2 separate regions of the Zea mays genome follow, and region 1 is linked to region 2. A link is a contact called in public Hi-C data. All regions are on one chromosome and are shown on one strand. The core of a region is the stretch at or near the end of the contact, and the rest is flanking DNA. Distances in the headings are between cores, read along the strand shown. Region 1 has its middle 52 kb from the start of LOC100275815. Region 2 holds the start of LOC111590294 (probable carbohydrate esterase At4g34215).

What was found. A called contact is a pair of places that touch in the nucleus more often than the background predicts.
Region 1: a Hi-C map of ear shows a contact between it and region 2, with 2.5 times the contacts expected there. The contact joins the enhancer-like site here to the promoter of LOC111590294 in region 2. A contact is called at or near these places in 4 of 25 Hi-C or Micro-C datasets (ear, endosperm, leaf and 1 more).

Annotation. Positions count from the first base shown.
Region 1 is chr10:95,063,435-95,069,333 of Zm-B73-REFERENCE-NAM-5.0, forward strand. No RefSeq gene overlaps it. Among protein-coding and RNA genes, the nearest start is that of LOC100275815, 52 kb to the right of the region's middle. Within about 2 kb of position 3,582, at least 10 of the 20 cell types and tissues checked have an H3K27ac peak or open chromatin away from gene starts, as enhancers often do. A contact at or near this core is called in ear, leaf and tassel, where this site is marked.
Region 2 is chr10:94,801,744-94,807,559 of Zm-B73-REFERENCE-NAM-5.0, forward strand. LOC111590294 (probable carbohydrate esterase At4g34215) reads right to left here and starts at 3,724. Exons shown (of 2, transcript XM_023301219.2): 1 at 2,924-3,724. The coding sequence starts at 3,568.

The sequences.
Region 1 (5,899 bases), core at 2,332-4,831, 260 kb after region 2:
GACTAAGGTGAAGGTGATAATAACAAAAGGCATGACAAAGGATAGAGTTGAGGCAAGACTCGCGAAGTGGCAAAGTGGAGAAAACAATCAAGGGTAACATAGGTGAGGGCGCAATAGAATGGTTGAATTAAGAACTCATTATCGAGAGAAGTTATAAAGGAACAACGAGATCACCAAGGATGTGCAACATAAAATGATCGCTCATGGACCGTTAAGAAATAGGGATGGTCAAGGACACGTAACTGAAATGTCTTGAACAGATATTGGGATATAAAGGTAAGCATATATAAAATAAGAGTATGCAAGATTCCAATGGTACGAGCATACCAAGACCAAGAGAGTACAAATTGCCAAAAAGATAGCGACTTAACAATAGAATAGGAAAGGGTCTCAAAAGACAGTAAGATCATGGACATATAAACTGAAATGTTTAAATAGGCAGCATGGTTTTTTTATTAGAGGTAGGTATTGAAACAAGAGTATTGAAGAATCTAGGGGTACGAGCATGTCAATACCAAGGGAATAGAGATGGTCAAATGGTAGCAATTTAATGATGGAAGAGAAATGAATCCCAAAAGACAAGAAGGTTATGGTCAGGGGGCATCTATAAAGATGTCGCAAGCACAAGATGAGATCAGATATAATAGATTGAGAGAAGTATAGACCATACTAGAATAAAATACTTTTTGGCAAGGGGGCATATAGGAGCACAACATAGAATTAGTCGAGGTGACTAATATTTTGAAGCAGAATCAAGGATGAGGTGAAGTAATAATCAATAAGTCCTTAAAATGGCCAATGCTACTCTAGGTCAGCGGTCCTAGAGTCAGCACGGCTTTGATACCACTTATGTCACACCCGGTTTTAGAAGGCAAACCGAATGCGAACCATGTACGTGCTAGGATCAGCAATTCACGTACACAGCAGTTACATAACATGGACATCATCGCACAGTGCTCAAATAGTATTAAAAGGGAAATAGTCGATTACATCATATGTCTGAGACATCCACATAGTCTTTACAATAAATCAAAGTGCGAAAACGAAACGTAGATAAATGCGGCCTTCACAGGCAGCCGACTGGGGGTTGCCGCTAACCCACGTCTAGAACTCGTCGTAGTCTTGGAACTCCTGGAAGTCTCCTTCCACGGCTTCATCTTCTCCTGAGCAGTGGTTGCAATGCGGACAACCTGGGGAGGGGGGGTTGGTGTGTAGAGCAAGGGTGAGTACACATCAACATACTCAGCAAGTATCCTGTTTGGCTGTAGTGGACTAGCTTTATGTGGGGATAAGTTAAGCAGTTGCTTTTAGTTGGTCAGATTATTATTACTAGTATAGAAAGCCAAGTTTTAGTGTTAACCCACGTTATTAACCCAAACGTACTCCTTTCCAAACGGAAAGAGTACCACTTACCATTACCAGAGTCAAAACCAAGAACCATCAGTCTCATTGTCACCAGCAACCCGAACATCTCTGATCAAGTACCACTAATCACTGGAGCTCCCTTGGCCGCTCATAACCGTGAGCACGGCTGATATATCAGTTTCATAACACTCTGCAGAGGTTGCGCACTTTACCCATGAGCCGTGATTCCCTTTTGGCCTCGGGTTGTACGGACCCTTAAACACTCCCAAGGTGAGTAGGCAGGGTCTCACTACGTAGCCTTTACAAAGATTCCCCGGGGCTGTAGCCGCCCGTTAGGTTTCCTAAATGTACCGCACTCCTCCCCAAGGGACAAATCAACCTTGGCAGAGCGAGTCGCATACACCGAGCCCCATTGACGGCATGACGGCGAAGCGAACTACACCCCGGATCCTCTAATTATTCAGCTAAGGGCACCCCATTCCACCCTCATGGTTGCACTGTTTTCCCGGGCGGTCATCCAACGAACAGGTCCTTACGGAGAGGCACTCGAGAAACCGCTCGAGCCCCCTTGAAGACCACAAGTATAACATCATAATAAAAGAAGGGAAAACAGTGTATCATTGATAATTCTCATCATGTTCATTGATTAGAGTTGAGCAATAGCATAAGACTAAGCAATAATAATCCAACCCAGACAGGTAACAAGGACATGGATAACAAAAGCTAGTCAATCCTTAGGTATAAATGTGTAATGCGGGAGGTGAATTAAAGTATGTATAGGACAGAGATAGGTCAAGGGACACTTGCCTTCACCAAACAGATGCTCAGGGTCTTCAACTTTATGGAACTCGAAGAGCTAGATCACTTGGTCGTCGAAGCTTGACCGTCGATTCCTCGAAGCTCAGGAACAGATCGCAATCTATTCGCGTCGCACATCGAATACAAACAGGTACAAACAAACAACCATATATATGCATAAGAACATTACACCATTCAAGTAAAACATAATAAAATACGGAAAATAAAATAGAGTGTGTTACTACGGTCACACGAGGACAAAGAAACGCGACGGTCGAGGCTACGGTCGACAAGTTATCATGTTTACGCTTAAACGAATATGAACTAGGACATTTAATTTGGCATTATCAAATATAAATTACATCTACTATTTAGTTTTGATTAAATATGCTACACTAACCGCTGTCAAATAAATAAGTAATATAATTAGCACGAGAGATTCTAAATGAGGCGAGTTTACGATGCGCGAAACAACACGACAACGTGCAAACGACGTGCGGACACGCGCGACATAGCACGCTGACGACACCTGAAATAGTGCGCGCGACCAACGCGAACGACGAGCGAATCAACACGTGACCAGGACGAGTAGAAATGGGCTTACGACGCATTATATAACAAATAACTGGCCATCTGCGGCTAACAAACGACGCGACCAACAAATACTACTAGATTGTGATTAAACGCGCAAAGCTATATTTCTAGGTTGATTTTAGTTCATATAAATTATTTGCGCAAGATATTTTAGATAAACTGAATTATCAATTAGTCAACGGCTAAACAAGAATTAATTAATAAGCATGAACGATTATAGCAAAATGATTAAATAACGTGTGCGAATTGCGCACGACACACGTAAATGGACGGTGACGGCGCACGCGAATGGCACGCGAACAGCAACAACGACACATGCGAATAGCATGAGCGACACGCGAGAAACAATAACAGATGTCGCGATTATGCTAAATAAGCATTAATTCGAGAACATTCGAGCTGATATTAATCATGCTAACATTTATTATAAACGTACAAATTAAAACTACAGATTAGTTTTAATTAGAAATCTATTTTAATAACCAATGTAAACAAATAATTAATTACATACATAAAACATGCTTCATGACATAATAGTGTTTCTAACGCGTTGGTGACATTATTACAATTTTAGTGCAACTTAAATGGGTTTATGACACAAATTATATTGAATAAATAGTGTTTGTGGATTATTTACGACATTATGACATGGCACGATTTAATTGGTCAAAAGCACAGCCACACGAAGGGCCACAAGAGCCATGGTTGCAGAGGATCCCTTCGTCTAATATGGGAGCACTTTTCTAGCCACATGCAAGGAGTTCGTGGGTTCATATGGCTGAAAAAAGCACATGCACGGAAGAAGTATTGCGCATGCAGGTGGGGCCCATGGGAGAAGTATCGCACATGCAGGTTTCCTGTTTTGACTTCTTCTCTGTTGAACGACGGCAACAGCAGAGCCACTCACGGCGAGGCGGACGGCAACAGCAGAGCCACTCACGGCGAGGCGGTTCTGCCGGCCAGGGAAAGGGGCGCGGGGCCTGACAGGCACGCCGGCAACGCTGGCTGCGACCGCGCGCAGGGGCCCTTGCCGCCGGGCTGCTCGACCATTCATTGGCTGGCCACTAGGCACCAGCCAGACTGCGCGATGGCAGCGGCTCACCATGGCGGCCGGACGAGCTGGTCGGGCATGGCGGCCAGGCGGGCTCACGCGAGGAGGTCCCTGCCGCAAGCCGGACGGTTGCTAGCTACGCGTTGACAGGAAAGAGAAGCCAGAGGAGAGAGGGAGAAGAAGAGGGGGCTCACCTCACGCTCGCGACGACGGCCAGGATGGCGAGGTGCTCCGACGAGGGCCTGGGCGACGTAGGGCCGAGCTCGCGACGGAAGCTGGACGCGGCACTAGCGGCGATCCGACGTACGCATCACGGTGCGGCGGGCACGGGCGGCTGGCTGGGCGCACCGCCGGCTGCCACGCCCTGGTCGCCGGCCACCGCGCCGGGCTGCTGGTTGCCGCTGCTGTTGGTTGCCAAGGAGAGCAGGGAACAAATGCGCTTGGGGTTGAAGAAGTCGTGGACGTACGTGAAGAGGAACAGCCTGGCGGCTGGGAAACAAGAGTAGTGGCGGCTAGGGAAGGGAGTGGGCAGTTGAGGAAAATTGGTCTAACAAGTGGGTCCCGCACCCTGCTGACGGGTGGGCCCATGAACTGGATGGCCGCTACTCGTGCTCCTGTGCGCGCGACGAGGCTGGAAGGCCGAGCGGGCCACGAACATGCCGAGCAGCTGGGCCTTTTCTTTCTTTCTGTTTATTTTGAAATTCATTTTCCTCTTTTTCTTAACGCATGTTATTCAAAATGTATGAATAAATATTTGTTATTTTTCGAAATATTAATAGAAAACCATAATAATTAAAAATAATAATATTTCTAAATAGAATATTCAATAAATATTTTTTGGTAAATTTCTATTATTAATTAAACTGGGCTTCTCAAAAGAGAATAAATTAACTCGTTGAACTCTTACAACTCAATCAACAACAAGAAGACTAATGCTCCAGCATGTGATGCAATGATCAAAAACCCTTTTTGAGATTCATTAATACATCTAATACTTTCATAAAAGCAAAATATTCCTTCTATATTTTTGAAAGATAAAGAAAGGCAAAGGAAGAAGAGGGTAACACCTGAATTTGGTGAATATTAGAAAAAGAAATTTTATACCCCAAATTCAGGGTGTTACAGCTGTTCATGTACTTCCCGACTGAATAAGCAATGGATAGTGTCACCACACTTCTGTCGTGTTAGTTGCAATGATGGTCCTGGTTGCCTCTCCATGAACATGCTCTCTCTCATATTGTTAAGATTGTAGGGTTGAGACTGAAATAAATTGCAGACCATCTAATGCAAAAATGCAAGCAATAGAGACATCTGAACATATGTAGAACTGAATAGTGCACAAAGGCTTCTTTCGGCTCCCCTATTCCTGGCTGCAAACCTTCCCTGCAAGCTATGGTCAAAAGCCAGGGATAACTGGACAACCAATTTACCCGTGAAAACTCCAGGGATAACTGGACAACCATGCAAGTGTGCACTAAAATGGCAATGTGACTCACATTCAGAACCATCTGTGCACCAACAATTAGTACTCAACTGTAATTTACCCAACCTGGGTAACTCAATCCAACCGCTGATCTGAACAATCATGTACTCCATTAACAGCCCCATGCAAATCCTAAAATAGACTGTCACATGCCCAAACGCTTCGCTGCTAATTCGTACTGTTTAAAGGATTAACTTAGTCTGCTCCTTCTTTATGCTAGCCAAGAACCCAACACAAAGCATCAAGATGCCTGAATTTCTCTGCACATGCTCATGTTGTGGCCTTGACAGTCCATAAACATGCAACCAAATCAAAAGTTTCCTCGTCAGAATCACACAACACGTGCACCACTTGGGTCTCTTGATGCTGATGTGCTTTGACACAAAGTATGACTCTTCTGCCACATGTACGAGTGTCTCAAACAATGGCGTCTTGCACTTACAGAACCTCCCACAAAAGCACGCAATAGTAAATGGACACATTGACCAACCATGTAGATGAACATGTATCTGCAGCACAACCTTTTAGCACTTAAGTGGTTCCATATGCACAACCAGGACTACTTTTAGCTGCTGGTCAATGAGTGAAAGTATTCTTGCTATAAGGAG
Region 2 (5,816 bases), core at 2,474-4,973:
CGGCACAGCACGCTGTCTGCTCAAGGCAAAGGGGCTGCCGGCTTGGTTCTGGGGAGAGGCAATGAACACTGCCGTGTATCTCCTGAACCGGGTACCGACGAAGGCAGTAGAAGGCAAGACTCCGTTCGAGGCGTGGTACGGGAAGAAGCCGGCGGTACACCACCTGAAGACCTTCGGGTGCATTGTCTATGTCAAGAATACGACACCGCACCTGAAGAAGATGGAGGATCGTGGCCGCAAGATGATTTTCGTCGGGTACGAGCGCGGATCTAAGGCATATCGAGCCTACAATCCAGCCACGAAGCGCGTGCACGTGACGCGCGACGTGGTCTTTGATGAGTCCGCCCAGTGGGACTGGTCGGAGGGAGCTAAGACCGGCACTGGCACGGATCATGGCGACGACGACACCTTCACCATCCAATCTGGGGTGGTGGCGGGGCAAGGAGGTGTCCAGGCGGGGGCACCGGTGGCTGCTATGCAGCATATGACGCCACCAGGAACGCCAGGGGAGGCCGGAGTAGCTTCTCCGGGTGTGCAGTTCGCCACACCACCTGCTGCGTTAGACGACCATGACGATGACGCACCACTACGGTTTCGAAAGGTGGAGGACGTCACCGGCGCTGCATCGACACCGGGGTACGCCGCGCGCGCTCTGTGGAGCGAGCAACTTTTTGCAGTGAGTGCGGAGGAGCCTAGCTCGCTGGCGCATGCTGAGCAAGACCCATGCTGGCGTAAGGCGATGGAGGAGGAGCTGCGCGCCATCGAGGAGAACCGAACCTGGACGCTCACTGAGCTGCCTCCTGGCCGGCGCGCCATCGGGCTCAAGTGGGTGTTCAAGGTCAAGAAGGACGAGCATGGAGTCGTGGTGCGACATAAGGCGCGGCTCGTCGTAAAGGGCTATGCTCAACGCCAAGGGATTGACTATGATGAGGTGTTTGCACCGGTGGCTCGCTTGGAAGCTGTGCGGCTGCTGCTGGCGTTGGCGGCGCAGGAAGGATGGCAAGTCCATCATATGGACGTGAAGACGGCGTTCTTGAATGGCGATCTCCAGGAGGAGGTATATGTGAAGCAAGCACCTGGGTTCTCTCAGCCTGGACAGGAACACAAGGTATATCTGCTGCACAAAGCTTTATATGGTTTGCATCAAGCACCTAGAGCATGGAATCAGAAATTGGATGAGAAATTAGGTGTTCTGGGTTTTATTAAGTGCCCTTCTGAGCATGCTATCTATTGCCGTGGAGATGGAGCTGAAAAACTGGTGGTGGGAGTTTATGTTGATGATCTAATAATCACTGGTTGTAGCAGCAACATCATTCAAAATTTCAAGTCACAAATGTCCGATGTGTTTAAAATGAGTGACCTTGGAGTATTGTCTTACTATCTGGGCATAGAGGTGAAACAGGATGAGCTGGGAATTACAATTTCTCAAGAGAGGTATGCAAACAAGATTCTAGACCAGAGTGGCTTTGCTGACTGCAACACTTGTGAAGTTCCAATGCAGACAAAGCTGAAGCTGAATAGGAAGAGTGACAGCGGCTGTGTTGATACAACAGAATACAGAAGCTTAGTGGGAAAATTGAGATACTTGGTTAATACTCGACCTGATTTAGCTTTCTCAGTTGGATATGTGAGCAGATTCATGGAAGAACCACATGAGGAGCATCTCACAGCTGTGAAACATATTCTGAGATTCATAGCTGGAACAAGGGATTGGGGACTCTTCTATCCCAAGAGAAATGGAGGCAAAGCAAAATTGATGGGTTTCAGTGACAGTGATCTTGCTGGTGATCAAGATGATAGGAAAAGCACAAGTGGAGTTCTTTTCTTCTTGGGGGACAGTCCAATTAGCTGGCAATCAACAAAGCAAAAGGTAGTGGCATTGTCTAGTTGTGAGGCTGAATATATAGCAGCTGCAACTGCTGCTTGTCAGGCTGTTTGGCTAGCTCGGCTGCTGGCTGAAATCAGTGGTTCAGCTGTAAGCAAGCCGGTGTTAAGGGTAGACAATAAGTCTGCCATTTCATTGATTAAAAACCCAGTGCATCACGACCGGTCAAAGCATATAGATACAAGATTTCATTTGATCCGGGAGTATGCAAATTCAGGCCAAATTGAAGTGAAGTTCATCAGGACAGAGGAGCAGCTTGGGGACATTCTCACGAAGCCTCTCGGCAAACTGAAGTTCAGAGAACTCTGCATGAAGATTGGCCTTCGATCAGCACAGTAGTATATGCACAAGTATTAGGAGGAGAATTGTTGAAATAATCCTTGTGCATGGGTCTTAGTTAGTTTACTTAAGGCTGTTGTTTTTTATTCCCAGGTTAGGCGTATAGTCATCTATTGGCTGTACGTGTAGTCGTGGCCGGCATGCCTATGTGTGGGATGGCACACAAAGTGGAGGGACGTGCCGTGCTTCTCGGGTGGTCGTTGGCCACATTCTGTTGAATCCTTTTTATTCAGTAAACAGAGTCAGAAAAGCTGCGCAGTTTTACGCAGCACCAAAAATCAGAGTGTGCCCAATTCTATTCGTGTGAGTTCTGTGTGTTTGTGAAAGGCTGCAGGGGGAGCTCGCCGGCAACAGGAGGTGAGTCTTCGGCGAGGTCTGACAGTTCCTTAATTGTCAGTTGATTTAAGTAAAAGCAGGATTATTTATCATCTGAAGTGGCGCTGATGTTTGCTAGTAAGAAAGGAGCTAGCTTTTAGGCTTGGCTGATGTAATAATTGTCTTGTGTTGGCTGTACGCATTACCATGTTAAAGCCGGAACTCATGTTTCCATTATAAAAAAAAAAAGCTTTTAGGCTTGGCATAGCAATGTGGAATTCGACCATGTCCATGAATGAAGAAATAAAATCGGTCGAGCTGACGCCATGACGAAACGCATGGAGAGTGGGGGAAGGAAAAAAAGAGAGGAATCCGCGTGCTGACCTGTATGACGAGCAGATTCGGCATGCCGAGATCAGCCCTGAAATCGTTGACGAGGCGCTCCATCCTGCCGCCGTAGGCCGTGGCGTCGTCGAGCTCGATGGTGTCGCTCTCCCCCTGGAACCAGAGCACGGCGCCGAGGGTGCCTCCGCCGGCGGCAACAGCGGCGCGCCCCCGGGCGACGGCGGCCTCGTAGAGAGGCTCCCCCTTGGCCCACATCCAGATCCTGGTGCCGCCGACGGCGCAGGGCACGAGGCCCAGGACGAGGTCCGGGGAGGCAGCGTGGAGGAGACGGTGGGCGAAGGGCATGGCGGGACCGAGACCGCACGCCTTGTGGGTGTCGATGTCGGCGTGGAGCGGCGGGGCGGCGACGACCCAGCGGCGGGACGCGGCGAGGCGGAGCACGCGCGGGTGCGGGCGAAACTGCGGCGGGAGCAGCGACGGCGCGAGGCCGCGGCCTGCCATATTGGACTGGCCGGCGAGGAGGACCACCAGCTTGGGCCCGCCCGCGTAGGGCGACGCCGGGAAGGCGAGGAGCAGTGATGATAGGTGCGCGGCGAGAGGCGGCGGCGCGACCAGCAGGATGGAGAGCGCCGCCGCCGCCGCCAGCGCGCACAGCAGCAGCGGCCGCCGCGCCGCCGGCTTCATGGCGATTGGGAGCTTGGGCTCGGCGTGGCAGCTGGATTTTGAGGCGAGGGCTCGGTGGTTGGGCTTCTCGCTTCCCCTATGCCGCTTTGCCCGCGTCGTTGCCTCGTTGGTTGACTTGGACGTTTCGCTTTTGCCAGTGACCGCCAGTCGCGGCCAGGGTTCAGGGAATCAAAATAGCTTTTGATCAATAAATAACTTTTATATTTTTAAAATTGGAATCAAAATAGCGCAAAAACCAGAGCCAGAAATGCGGATATAAGTGAGAACGAGAAATTCAGCGGTTTTTTGTCCTTCTCGCTTGAGAAATGCATCCATAATCACGGTGCACCAAACCAAAATGTGCTAAGAGCAACTCCAGTAGTTCTCTAAAAGACTTTCTAAATCAATAATTTAGGTAGTTAACATAAAAACTATTCTCCAACAGTTCTCTAAACGAACTTTCTAAATTTAAGAACTTGTCATCTAACCTCATTTTCTCTCTACATTTGGCAACTATTTAACAACTCACTAAACAAAAATGTTGACTGCATTATATAGTTTTTGTGACTTATTTTTTATATGGATATATACAACACAAAATTACAACCTATATTTAGAGAACTATTGGAGAACTCACATTTTTTTACTCTAAAAAACATTTAGCAACTTCTTAAATCTATAATTTAGAGAGCTAAAATTTACATAACTATTGGAGTTGCTCTAACAATTTAACCTGGACAAGAGACTGTGCCTATCATAGATAGGCACATAGGACTCATCCAACAGTAGTTACATAGTACTATTTTTTTTATAGACATTAGCCTTAATATTTCTGTTGAGTCATAAATTACACAATCATAAATTGGACAATCACACAATGTTTGTATGACCATTGTAGCCTTTATGGTTCCATCTAGCCAGCACACATTACATAGCCACACTTTAAATGGCATGAACTGAATTCTCGACTAACGTACATGTGTTTCGATAGTTTAGAATGTCGATCAAGCCGAGTGTAGAAATCACTATAGCAGTCCCACAACATCGAAAAGAAAAAAAGCACCAAAATACACAGCGCAACCTAGGGTGCCAACATGCTCTGAGTTGGTTTCTTGCGTACATAAACACATGCAAATGTCAGTCCGAGCCATGTTCGACTTCCCGGGTCGTATCGGCTGTAAGAAGTCGATCGTTCTCCAGGCTCGCATCGGGTCCACGCGTCAGTGAGACATGGAGCCGATGGCTCTCGAAACCCCGCTTCACTCGCATCAAGCGAATCCAAACTACTACGGTTAAAGCCTTCATTGCATAATCGGAACATCCTACGCGTAGTCAGGCCTAGCAAGCATGACAGACCACAGAGCGTCGGTCGGATCAGAGGCCTAAAAACCAGCATGAGACAATTCCTAGAACAATCCCTACTCGAGCCGACACAAAGCACCCAACAGTTTACCGGAACATCCGGCTCGTGTGCGAGGCCTAATCATGCAGATATTAAATAGATCCTTGATGAATCATGGACTAACCGTGATAGATCAGATCTACCGGATGGAACAAAGCAAGGCGCCCCCTAATCGCGAGATGCGATCAGAGTGGCGTGACAGTTACCCGTAGAAAACCCTAAGAGCGGGGGCGGCGATGCGCCAAAGCTTGTGGTCGCAAAACGTGTAAAAAATTATGATTACCCTAATGGGTGACCTAAGGTACACATTTATAGTCCGAAAACTCACTAACCTTGGTGTGTTCAAGATGAGCTCTATCCACCTATTTTTAAGCTAGTTTAACTTATTTTACTAAATACATGACCGCCTTGGCCTAGAAAATTCCTGCGCATGGGCTTATCTTCCAATTTCCTAAATTACTCTTTGCAGCCCATTCTGCGTTTCGGCCCATTTCTGACCCATTTAAATTCTGGTGATAACACATGCCCCTGGTTTTGGTAATGGTAATTTCAAAACCACCGTTTTATTTTCCATTGCCCCATTTTTTTCGTCTTCGGGGGCGCATCGTGCCTCTTTAATGGGATATGACATCTCTGTTCATACCCTCGGGAACCAGCGTAGCGTCGTTGAAAGGGAAATGGGCTTAATCATTTCTTATAATCATTTTTGGTGTTTGACGTCCATCACAAACCACGTGGACTAATTAGTTTGCCTAGTTGTCATTTATCTCAGGTGCATAAGGTTCAACATAAACCAAGAAAGAAATTAAGTTGGGGACTCAACCAAGTTTAGAGAAAAGACTAGCAATGGTGCTGCCAGTGGCGCAC